Regions from separate parts of the Mus musculus genome. Here region 1 is linked to region 2. A link is a contact called in public promoter capture Hi-C data. All regions are on one chromosome and are shown on one strand. The core of a region is the stretch at or near the end of the contact, and the rest is flanking DNA. Distances in the headings are between cores, read along the strand shown.

What was found. Promoter capture Hi-C pulls out the DNA fragments that hold promoters and counts their contacts.
Region 1: a promoter capture Hi-C map of cranial neural crest shows a contact between it and region 2. The contact joins the promoter of Cby1 here to the promoter of Arhgap39 in region 2. A contact is called at or near these places in 2 of 39 promoter capture datasets (cranial neural crest and liver).

What each region holds. Positions count from the first base shown.
Region 1 is chr15:79,655,272-79,661,596 of GRCm38.p6, forward strand. Cby1 (chibby family member 1, beta catenin antagonist) reads left to right here and starts at 3,956. Exons shown (of 5, transcript NM_028634.3): 1 at 3,956-4,022; 2 at 6,100-6,253. The coding sequence starts at 6,176. Fam227a (family with sequence similarity 227, member A) reads right to left here and starts at 3,685. Exons shown (of 18, transcript NM_029407.1): 1 at 3,410-3,685.
Region 2 is chr15:76,815,527-76,821,285 of GRCm38.p6, forward strand. Arhgap39 (Rho GTPase activating protein 39) reads right to left here and starts at 2,640. Exons shown (of 12, transcript NM_001168288.2): 1 at 2,466-2,640.

The DNA.
Region 1 (6,325 bases), core at 2,706-5,205, 2.8 Mb after region 2:
AAGTTGTCTATCACAGACTGTAGGAAGCACAGAGGTCCTTGTGCTCACAGATAAGCTCCAGGGAAGCTAGGAAAGAGATGGTCTCCTCAAAGGAAGAAATGTGTGCTGGAGAGATGGTTCAGCGGCTTAAGACTACTGACTGCAGCCGGGCGTGGTGGTGCATGCCTTTAATCCCAGCACTTGGGAGGCAGAGGCAGGCAGATCTCTGAGTTCGAGGCCAGCCTGGTTTACAGAGTGAGTTCCAGGACAGCCAGAGCTATATATAGACATATATATGTCTATCTATAGACAGAGGTTTTATATATAAACCCTGTCTTGAAAAAACCAAAAAACCAAAAACCAAAAAACTACTGACTGCTCTTCCAGAGGCCTTGAGTTCAAATCCCAGCAACCACATGGTGGCTCACAACCTTCTGTAATGGGATCTGATGCCCTCTTCTGGTATGTCTGAAGGGAGTGGCAGTGTACTCACATACATAAAATAAATCTCAAAGGGAGAAATGTATATAACCTGTTTTCTTACCCAGAAGGCACTGGTATAGTTAGTTCATTAGCATGGTGACCTTAGTGCTAACTGTGTGACCAGGCCATAGACCACAGAGATTCCCCCAGACCCTTTCTTGACCTTGTCTGTTTCAGTCGTCTATAGACTAGTCTTCCAGAAGACTTCCTTATCTTGAGCCTGTTTTCCCAGTTATCCATAAAACCCATCTTTATGGAAGATCTCACCTGTACTTTGCTTTGTACGTTACTTTGAGATATCCTACCTTAAGCCTTGCTATGCACATGGGATTGAGCTATTTATCACCAGGATTTTTTTTTTAAACAAATTGTGCTGTGTACAAAGATGCCTAAAATAAACTATTCAGGGTCAGATTCTAAGTTTGAATGGACACCAGCTACTGAGTCCTGTTGAACCAAACTGCCTTCATATCTCCCTCTGATCACTACTCTGCGGCCCTGTGGTTGCAGATATCCCTCCATCTCCGACCCCTGTACTGCTCCAAGTTGGTTGGGTGGAAGGAAAGGCTGACTCAGACCCCAGGCCAGTACCGTTTCTTGCCTCCTGCTCTTACCCTCACAGGCCAAGCAGCAGGAGATGAGAAGAGGCAGGTGCATCTCAGGGCTTCTCCTTGTCCTCCTACCCATTCCCCAGAATGGCTGGAAAATTACACTATGTTCTAGACTCTGATGATGCTGTCAGGAAGCTTCCAGCTTTAGCCGAATGCTATTACTCACACCTAATGGGACAACTGAGTAGTTTCTAAAGAGGAATGTTTAAAATACACACATCGCTCCGGGCTGAATTCTCCCTCCTACCATTTAAGGATACGTGTGCTCTGGGGCCCGGTAAGCTTTCTACTGCCGTTGTCTGCAGAGGAGGGAAAGCAAGCTTCATTGAAAGCCGCGCTATGGCAAGCACTGTGCCAAGTGCTGGGGGTGGATGCGTGGGAGCTGAGGAGCCCTTCCCCTTGGGGCATTGTGGCAGCTGGGACTGCCGATCCCCTGCTCAGAGTTAGCATTTGATAGCATGTGAAATGCAGACTGCGGTACTGGTCCTCCGTCACCATCAACGTCGAGCCACTCGGTGACTATTTACTGAGGACTTCCCACAGACTAAAAAGTGTGCTCCAACTGGGCACAGGATGGTAAACTGAGCCAGACTGGATCCATAGCCCTAGTGGGGCTATTGAGGTAGACTTGTAAAATTAAAATAAGTACATAATTATAAAGTATAATTCATCAAAATTCTGTATGTAATGATGAATTATATAACTCATGACTGCTTCCAAAGAAAGTACATAGGGTTATGAGGTGACAGTGTGGTTTTGGGTATTTGTTGTTGTTGTTTTTGTTTTTGAGACAGTGTCTCACCATGACGTAGCCCTGGCTGGCCTGGCACTTGCTATGTAGTCCGAGCTGGCCTCCAACTCACAGAGCTCCTCCTGCCTCTGCCTCTGAAGTGCTGCAACAGTTTGTTCTGACCTAGTTACGGAGGTCAAGGTGCTGAAGGAAGAGCAGGAGTTAACTGGCTGATGGGGAGAAGAAACAGCTCCCAGACAGAGGGCAACGAGGCTGGAAGGAAAACACTCCTGGATGCTGCCCAGCCCCACGGCCACTAGCCACACACCAAAACAAAAGTTCTGAAATTTGGTTAGCGTGACTAAAGAAATTAATAACCAATACATGGTAAAAATTTAAAATATTTGTTTATTCGTATTTTGGACAAACCGAGTTAAGTGCAACAATAGTCAAGTTAATTTAATCTGTTTTGAATTGACTTGTTAAAAAGCCTAGGGCCGGGTATGGAGCACTAGCCTTTAATCCCAGCGCTCTGGAGAAAGAGGCGGGAGGACTTTTGTAAGTTGGGAGAGCAGCCAGAACTACATATTGAGCCCCAGTCTCAAATATCAAACAAACAAAGCGGGGCTGGTGAGATGGCTCAGTGGGTAAGAGCACCCGACTGCTCTTCCGAAGGTCCGAAGTTCAAATCCCAGCAACCACATGGTGGCTCACAACCATCCGTAACGAGATCTGACTCCCTCTTCTGGAGTGTCTGAGGACAGCTACAGTGTACTTACATATAATAAATAAATAAATAAATCTTAAAAAAAAAAAAACAAACAAAGCAAAAGGGTAGGGGTTGAAGGCAGGCTGGGTGTGTGTCTGTAATTCCAGCACTGAGAGGCTGAGGCAGGAGGATGAGATAAGGAGTACCCAGGGAGACTTTATCTCAAAATACGAAAGGTGCTTCGGGGATAGCACCGGTAGAGGGCGCACAAGGTTTAATATCAAAAAGCTTCTAGAGCCTGGCGGTGGTGGCGGACGCCTTTAATCCCAGCACTTGGGAGGCAGGCGGATTTCTGAGTTTGAGGCCAGCCTGGTCAACAGACTGAGTTCCAGGACAGCCAGGGCTACACAGAGAAACCCTGTCTCGAAAAAAACAAACAAGCAAACAAACAAACATACAAACAAACAAACAAACAAAAAAACTTCTAGAATGATCGCAACTTTCAAATGTGTTCTGCTTTATGTTTCTGTAGCGGTTGCTACACTAGATATGGTTGATTTTGATGTGGAATTCTCTCTTCGAACGCTGTGTGGCAAAGGTGGAGGAAGACTGCTTGGAGCTGGGTCCTGTCCTTTATGGTGGGATGACCTCGTACACCCACTAGGCAGCCAAGAAACGCCTCCTGGATGGCCATTTCTTCATTTACCAAACCGAGCTACAATGTCCTTAGGACTTGAGGAATCCTGGAGCTGACTCTCCAGTTCTCTACCCCTTGTACACTGGGCAACCTTCCCTGGACCTCAGTTTCCCTTGCTTGTGGGAGTGTGGAGGAGGCAAGACTGGCAGGAGCCAGTTTGCTACTGGCAGGGAGTCGTCATATCTGTCCGTCTGTCTTACCTGAAAGCTTCGGCAGAAGCGTCAGGGCGGGTTCCGCCACCAGCCCCTCCAGTGACCGGACCAAGCTCCGGATGTCCGCCAGCATCCGCGGCCCAAGGGGCGCGGTTTGCTTTGTGGCCGGGGCGGGGGAGCTGCAGGTCGGTCCATTTTGCTACTGTGAGTCCAGCCTGGGTCACCACTTAACATTTTTAACACAACAAAGCAGCTTTCGGCCTGCTTTGTTGCCAAGGAAAACGATTACTATGACGACGGCGGCGCTGACCCGGGGACCAGACCAACGTATTTAGGGGGTCATGCCTCTCCCAGCCTATGCCACAAGGCATGTGTGTATCTCCAGAAGTCGTGCCCAAGGCATGTGTGTATCTCCAGAAGTCGTGCCCAAGGCTTTCTTCTATTCGTGAACCTTAGAGAGTCCGCAGGGGCTCCGCTGCTTCGCGGAGGCTCGTCTCGGAGCTGGCTCCCTCTGCATTCTCAGTGGTAGAAGCCAGAGAGGCTGCGCATGCGCACGATGGTTGCCCGGCGCCGGCCAATCGCGGTCGCGGCGGTTGACGCGGCCTGGGCAGATCCTTGCAGAAAGCTGCAGGCTAGCTCGGGATTCCGGCTTCGCAGACAGGTACCTCTGGGAGCGGCGGGCGGATATCCGTGCCAGTAGTGGTGGGTGGGATGCCCGGGTACCCCTGGAGAAGCGGGCAGGCTGGACCGTGGCATGCTCCGCGGGCACCTCTTGCGACGGAGACTCGGAGATGGTGTTTTGACCCCATCCTTTGAAGGTCTTCTCCTAACCCGTACAGAACTCTTTGGGTTTTGTGACCCGTGAGACTGGCTGGCTCTTAACTTTTTCGAGACACCTTTCCCTTTGAGAATCCAGTGAAAACCAAAGATGCTTCCTTCCTTTATTTTTTGTCAGAATGAAGAGAATGTATTTTATAGCCTGATGCAAACTAAAGCTTCGCACAGTAAGTGCATTTCCCTGTAAAGGGGGACAATTTGATCTACTTCTCAGGGTCATGGTGAGCATCAAATGTCCCAACAGTTTGTAAACATGAAAGCACTCTTAACCTACGAGCTGCAGGCTGTTATCATTCGTGATTATAAATAAGGGACGTCACTGGCCGGAGAAATGGATCAGAGTCTCAGAGAACTGGTTGCTGTTGCAGAGAACTGGGATTCGATTCCCAGCTCACAAACGCCAGTAACTCTAGTTGTAGAATCTGCAGACACAAGGCACGACCATGGTATCCCAGGCAAAACACTCAGACACATTAAAAACAACAGCAAACAAAGCCTTTGAGGCCCTTGGGGGATGATAAAACGTTGGACTCCCCAGAGGGTGAGCAACAGGGTTGGTTGGGAACCAAGTGCAAACCTTTAATTTTCTTGGCCCATAGTCTTCTATGAGAGAGCTTCCCTAAAGAACCCTAGGATACCTTGAACGGTGTGTGTATGTGTGTGTGTTTAAAAAAAAAAATCTGTGAAGGGGACTAGAGAAAAGGCTCAGTGAATGTGGGTACTTGCTGCTCAAGTGTGAGACCATGGATTCAAGTCCCCAACATCTCAGTTAAAAGCCTACCACAAGCCGGCGCGTGGTGGCACACGCCTTTAATCCCAGCACTCGGGAGGCAGAGGCAGGCGGATTTCTGAGTTCGAGGCCAGCCTGGTCTACAAAGTGAAGTTCCAGGACAGCCAGGGCTACACAGAGAAACCCTATCTCGAAAAACCAAAAAAAAAAAAAAAAAAAAAGCCTGCTACAAGCTCGGACCCCTGCAATGCTAACACTGTTGGTGGCGGAGACAGGATTGCTTGTGCTCGCTGGCCGCCAGTCTAGCTCCAGGTTCAGTGAGAGACCCCATCTAAAGGGAATGCAACAGGACACCTGACGTCCCCCCTCCAGACTCCGAATCTGCACACAAATATTAATAAAGTGGATACACACACACACACCTACCTGCACATATGCATGCATTCAGCACATAAACACATAATTGGAAAAAAAAATGTACCATGAAGCCTTGTGGTTTTATGACTTCTCTCTACTTGTTTTATTTAAAAAGCTGACCTCTTCCCCGAGCCTAAGTGATGTTACTGATTTTATGAGCATTGCAGGACGTTGTGCTGTGACTAAAGCTAGTGTGCCGGTGAGTGTCGTGATACTTATCGAGACTGTGATAAGTACCGCTCTGCATCCGGGAGTGAAATCCGGGTGTCGCTTCATGGCTTTAGGATGCCATCCAGGCTGAAGTTCCCGTACTTGGTGATGTTCTTACTGGCCAACGGGAATGGTAGAAATTTCCTCCCTGGCTCCACACTGTGATGCTGGCGAGGCCAACTCGTGACAGAGTTGCCTGAGGTTAGCATCACTGTGAAGCCACACAAACTTTGGTTCCAATGCCCGTTCCCACCAAAGACCTTGGCTTTCCAAATGGGGTGACTAGGAGAGGCATGTCGAGGGGCAGTTGTGAGTGAAATGGGTTTATGCAAAGGCCTTAGCCTATACTGCCTGGCACATAAGAAGCACCCAGCACATGGAAGCTCCTTCCAGAACTATTAGGACCTCAAGCCTTCTTTTGCTGTTCTGTATAAATGGATAACTCTTCCCAGTAGGTACTGCGGTAATTGGCAATCATCAAGGTGTAAGATGTTCTAATGGATAGAGAACAGTGAAATGAGGTCGCTGATCTGTTTGACTTTAGGAGACGGAAGTGCTGGTGTTTTCTCGCTGGGTCAGGAAGGAGAAGGAAGTGCTGGCGTTTCCTCACTGAGTTAGGGATGCCTCTCTTTGGCAGCATATTCAGCCCAAAGAAGACCCCTCCTCGGAAGTCGGCCTCTCTCTCCAACCTACATTCTGTGAGTGCAGACTGGGTGGCGGGAGTGGTCTCTGGGTGGAGAGGTGACTCTGTGGGAAGGCATCCTCGGGGT
Region 2 (5,759 bases), core at 1,390-3,889:
TTCATATAACTCAGCTTGGCCTCAATTCTTCTTTCTCCTCCCAAGTGCTGGACACCATATCCTTAGGAACAAACAAACAAACAAAACATTCTCACCTTCACTGCCACAAGTCTCAAGACCTCACTTAACTTTTCTATCAGAGTACGAATGCTATTTTACCATTTTCCAGAGTAATTCTGAGATAAAGAGGGAAACGTAATGACTAGATTAACTGTTTCCTTGAAAAACACAGCAATCCCCCTCACTTTGGTTTAAAGTCTATCTGAACTTCTTCCGGTAATTTACCAAGGCCCGCTACCATACAGGTAAAACCTGGCTCTCATTTTGTTACTTACGTCTTCAGTGTCAAAGTTTATCCTTAATAAGGTTACCTTTCTTAATTCAAAGGTAACACTGTGCAGTACAACACTGTAGGCCTGGCTCTCACTGCCCAGGGCCTGCATGCCCCCTTCCCTCTGGCAACACCAAGCTCACGTCTCCCGGTCAGCACTGTGGCAATCTGTGTGCTGCACGAGAGGTTTCCTTACCAAAGAGACTTTTAAAGCAACTCTATGCAATTAATTTATCTAAGTGTATAAAATTGTTCTTTTTTTCTTTAGAAAGATTTGCTTCCAACCAGCTAGATGTGTGTGTCAGTGCGTATGGGCACTTTGATATGAGAGATAACTCCTAAAATTTATCTTCTGACCTCTACTCGACAGAGCTGGCACAAACATAAAATGAAAATAATTAAACACACACACACACTAGCCCATACACACAAAATGAAAATAATTACATGTATGCACACACACATACATACTTGCACACACACAAGTACTTTGTGCCAAGCATGGCAATGCATGCCAGACAAGATCATGAGTTTGAAACCTACCTGAGCACATAGCAAAATTCAGACGAAATTACAATTTTAACACACACACACACTTAGTTTATGCACTTTGTAACACACAGTCCAACCTATACCTAACCCTGACAGCTTGCAATTTCGTAGCAAGAACAATTCCTAACACTCAAAACTTCCCAGGTGTGAAAAATTTTACAAGTCTTAAGTCACAGAGTCCTCACAACAGCATTCTGAGACCAATACTATTAGTGTACCCATTTTACAGCCAAGAAACCAAAGGCAGAGAGACCTTACCTAATACCACAAAGCCAGTAAAGGAGGAGTCATGACTCAAGGGCGGTCAGTCTGGCTCCAGAACCAGCACTCATTTTCACTCTGCTCCAGACTCTTACAAGACAGCTGATTAGACCACGAGCTGGAAGGAGTCACATCTCTCTATTCCCTCCTAGGCACTCAGAATCCCTTGAAGACTGGCTTTCCGGACTATCCAGTCACACCTCTCCTTCTAATTCCCTTCCCCCCACGTTCGTTGTAAAAAGGGGAGCAGGGACAAAACCACCTGCTGTTTACAGACTGCGCCCAGGACGCAGTGCTCAATTGCCCTCCCTAGCTCCCAAAGACAAACGTCCGTATTGTCTGCACCACGGGAGGAACTGAAGCCTTGCAACTGTACGTTTTTCTGCAGAGGTCACTGGAGGCCTGGCCAACCCGAACAACACTGAAGGGGGAGGGGGTCCAGCCGCATTTTTGCGGCTGAAGGTTGCGTAGCGCCCACAGCAGCTGCGGTGAGCAGCAGCATGGAACACACCCACAGCTGCCGCGCCCGAAGCGGGCAGCACGTTTTAAAATAAAGACAGCCTGCCTGGCCCGGGATGCACAGCCTGCCGGCTCGCAGCCCCCACCCACCCCACGCCTGCCAAACAGCAGGCGCCCAGGGAGTTCCAAGTCTGAAAGGCCGGGGAGAGGACCACCCGAGCCTGCCGCAGAGGCCCTGCCGCGAAGCCAGGGCGCACCACGCGCAAGCAAGCCACGACCCGACCCAGAGACGCCCACCGACTGCCGGGCATCGCGGACAAAGCCTAGCCCGCAAGATCCTCGTTCGGCAAGCACTATCTCTCACCACCCCCAAACGGACCGGAGCCCAGTGCACAGAAAGGGCACAAGCACACCACCGGCTCTGGGCCTGGACACAGAACGCACGCACACCTGTCCTCGGGCTGACTACACACACCTGTCTGCAGGCCGGGCACCCTCACATCTCACACCCACCATCAGGTCCACCCCAACCCCAACCACCTCAAGCAAAGGGCTCGCACACAACTATCTTGGCCAGGGACACACACGCACTCACGCCCATCCAAAGGCCGGGCACGCGTGCAGACCATGGCACCCTCACACCCACCACCCTCGGGCCCCTGCTCTTACGCAAACCCGCCTTCACACTCCCTGGCCCTTGGCCGCGGCGTCCTCCTGCGGACCCTCCCCTACCGGGTCACCTGGGGCCCCGATTTCTAGCACGACTGGACTGGGGGGCCTCCGCCTGGGCCAGGCCGTGGGGCCGCAGCGAGGCCTCTCCGCCATCTTCCCGGCCCGCGCCGCCCACCTCCCGCGCTCTCACCAGCCGGCCCTGCGCCCGGAGCGCCGCCACTGCCCCTCATCACCGACCGCACGCTGCGCCCCAGCTCCCGGCGGCTCCCGGCCGCCGTCGCCGCCGCAGCCAGCGCTTCACGTCCTGGGTCTCCGCCGCTGGTCCAGTGCGCTGCGGCCGCGCGTCCCCCGTCACCAAGCGCAACCCCCCGCCTCCGACTCCGCCCCCGCGAGGATGGTGGCGCCGCCAGGGGGCGCCGCCCGCGAGGCTGCAATGCGCCTGCGCCACCGCGCAGCCCCTCGGGAGCTCCGAGGGAGCCTTGCCTCTGTCGGAGGCCCCGCCCCCGATGCCGCGCTAGCCGGCCGTTCCGCTCTCACCTGTACCCGCCCACTTCTGGAGGTCTGGGTCACCTCAGGTGTGTCCTAACGTGGGTGTGGCGTGACTCTATTAGTTCTAGCCCTGCTGGGGTTCCTAAGCTTGAGATATACCTCTTCCTTGACTCTGGAAAGGTAGCTATTGTCTAAAATACTCTGCGTATTCCATGTTTGTAACTTCCCTTTATTATTTTCCTCCTTTTATTTCCTTGACTATTCTCGTAGTAACTCAGGCACAGCTTTAAATGTGCTCTCTTTTCTATTTTTTTTTTTTTTTTTGTAATGTGTATTGTGTGTGAAGCATGTGCACGCACGTGCCAACAGTGTCCGTGTGGAAATCGGAGGACAACTCCTTTCACCATGGGTTCTAATGACGGAACTCGCATCATCAGGCTTGCACAGAGAGCACCTCTACCCACTCCATGGCCCTTTTAACTTCTTATTAATTTTTTTTAAGAGAGAGAATTTCAGATGGCCCAGGCTGACCTTCAACTTCCCTATGTAGCGAAGGATGACTTTGAAACTCTAATCCCGTCTTCATCTCTCTTGTGCGAGGATTACAGGCACCATATCCGGTTTACACAGCTGAGGAGGTGAAACCCATTCTAGGAAAGCCCTTTACCTACTGAGCTACATCCTCAGCTGCCATTTGGGTTTTTTGTATTTGACGAGCTCTTGCTCTGTGTACCCGGGCTGGCCTCAAACTTAAAATCCGTCTTTAACACATTACAAGTGCGTTTGTCACCCTCCCAGACTTCGGAATATTCAGTGTTGTTGTTGTTGTTTTTGTTTGTTCATGTTTTCGTTTTTTGAGACAGGTTTCTCTGTGTAGCCCCGGCTGTCCTGTAACTCGATCAGTAGACCAGACTAGCCTCAAACTCAGAGCTATCTACCTGCCTCACTTTGCTAGTGCTGAAATTAAAGACGTGGGCCATTACTGCCCGACACCAGTTCTTTACTTTAAAAAGAAAAACACACACACACACACACAAAAAAAAAACCAAACTTTTTTTTTACCTTGGCTTGACAATTAAGAGTAAATACTGCTCTTCCTGAGGATTCAAGTTCAATTCCCAGCATCCATGTCAGGTGACTCAAAACCACCTATAATGCCTGACAGAGGTGGCACATGCCTTTAATCCCAGCACTTGGGAGGCAGAGGCAGGCGGATTTCTGAGTTCAAGGCCAGCCTGGTCTACAGAGTGAGTTCCAGGATAGCCAAGGCTATACAGAGAAACCCTGTCTCAAAAAACCAAAAAACAAACAAACAAACAAAACAAAACAAAACACCTATAACTCCAGCTCCATGAGATCAATAGTATTCATGTGTACACACACACACACACATTTTTTAAAATGGTGAAAATGAGCCTTCAGAATATTTTGCTTATTTAGTTTGTATGTCTGTAGGGCTGCATGTGTCAAGACCTCTGTAGAGATGTCAGAAGACAAACTCTAAAGGAGTCATTTCTCTTCGGCTATTGAGTCCCGAGGATGGAACTTGGGCCATCAAGCTAGTGGCAGGTCATCTCCAGCTCATGTCTTCATTTCTCTGTGTCGTATTTAAATTCCACTTGCAGACAAATAAAATGGCCCAAAGCTCTTCCAGGACTGCACACAGCGTTCCATCTGTATCCAGACCAAGAGAGCTCAGAGCCTTCCACACCCCGCAGTGCTGCAGACCCAAGCCCTGGGGATCTCCACTGTGCTCACACTTAGCACGTCCTTGCTGAGTCATCCTGGGCTCTGCTCTTAGGTATGGATGAGGGCTCCTGCTCTGTCTCCAGCCCCCTCAGCAATGCGGCTGGAAACAGACGTTCTAAATGCTGCAGAAAGGAACGCACAAGCAGCAAGGCTATTTATCTTTGCAAAAATGAAATTAACCGGGCTAGCAAGTCCTCGAGGGCCAGAAGCTCACTTCGAGTGTATCCTAAGGCAGGTGGTGACTGTGTCTTTTTTCCTATTGCCTGGGGTCACCTCATAGTCTTTTCCTGATTCAGCCTGATTCAGTTTAAAAAGATTCAGCTTGGAGTAAATGAAAGGGAGAGGGTGAGGTGTCAGCTGCTGCAGATCACGTTTGGGAACTGGAGGAGGGCAGGGCCTTTGTGGAAAGAAAAGCTTTACCAGGTAGAGGAAAGTAAAAGGTTTGAATTTCTTTACACAAAAGTTTTAGAGGGTGTGAGATATACAGAATATTGGCCTTTGGTGACGAATTTTTTTCCTTGTTCACCCACCTGAAGTAAGCTGACTTGGATGAAGGAAGACCGTCTCCTCCCTGCGGCTGAAGAAACATTACCAACATGGCTGACTGGATTCCTTTTGAGTGTTTTTTGTTTGTTTCAATATTTTTGAGATGTTTGTTATGTTTTATGTGCTTGCCTGAACGAGTGTCTGTCCCTGTACCACACATGCAGTGCCTGTGGAGGCCCAGAAGAGGTCATCAGACACCCTAGGATTGGAGTTGCAGACGGTTGTCAGCTGCCCTGTGGGTGCTAGGAACTGAACCCAGGTCCTCTAGAGGAACAGTAAGTGCTCTTAACTGCTGAGCCATCTCTCCAGCAATGCCCACCGCTAACCCCTGCTGCCTCTCCCCCCCCCCCCCACTTCTTTTTAAGATTTATTTATTATTATATGTAAGTACACTGTAGCTGTCTTTAGACACACCAGAAGAGGGCATCAGATCTCATTACGGATGGTTTGTGAGCCACCATGTGGTTGCTGGGAATTGAACTCAGGACCTTCGGAAGAACAGTCAGTGCTCTTAACCACTGAGCCACCTCTCCAGCCCCTGTCTCTTCCCTTTTGAACCTTTGGTCACAAACTTAGAATGAGTGCTGCTCACTCTCAAGCAGTCTTGTGTTTCTCTTCAGAAGGCTTTCAAAGATGGTGGCCATTCCATAACTTCTCAGAGCCCTTTAGTTAGGCCTCCTATTGGAAACCAAAAGTCTCC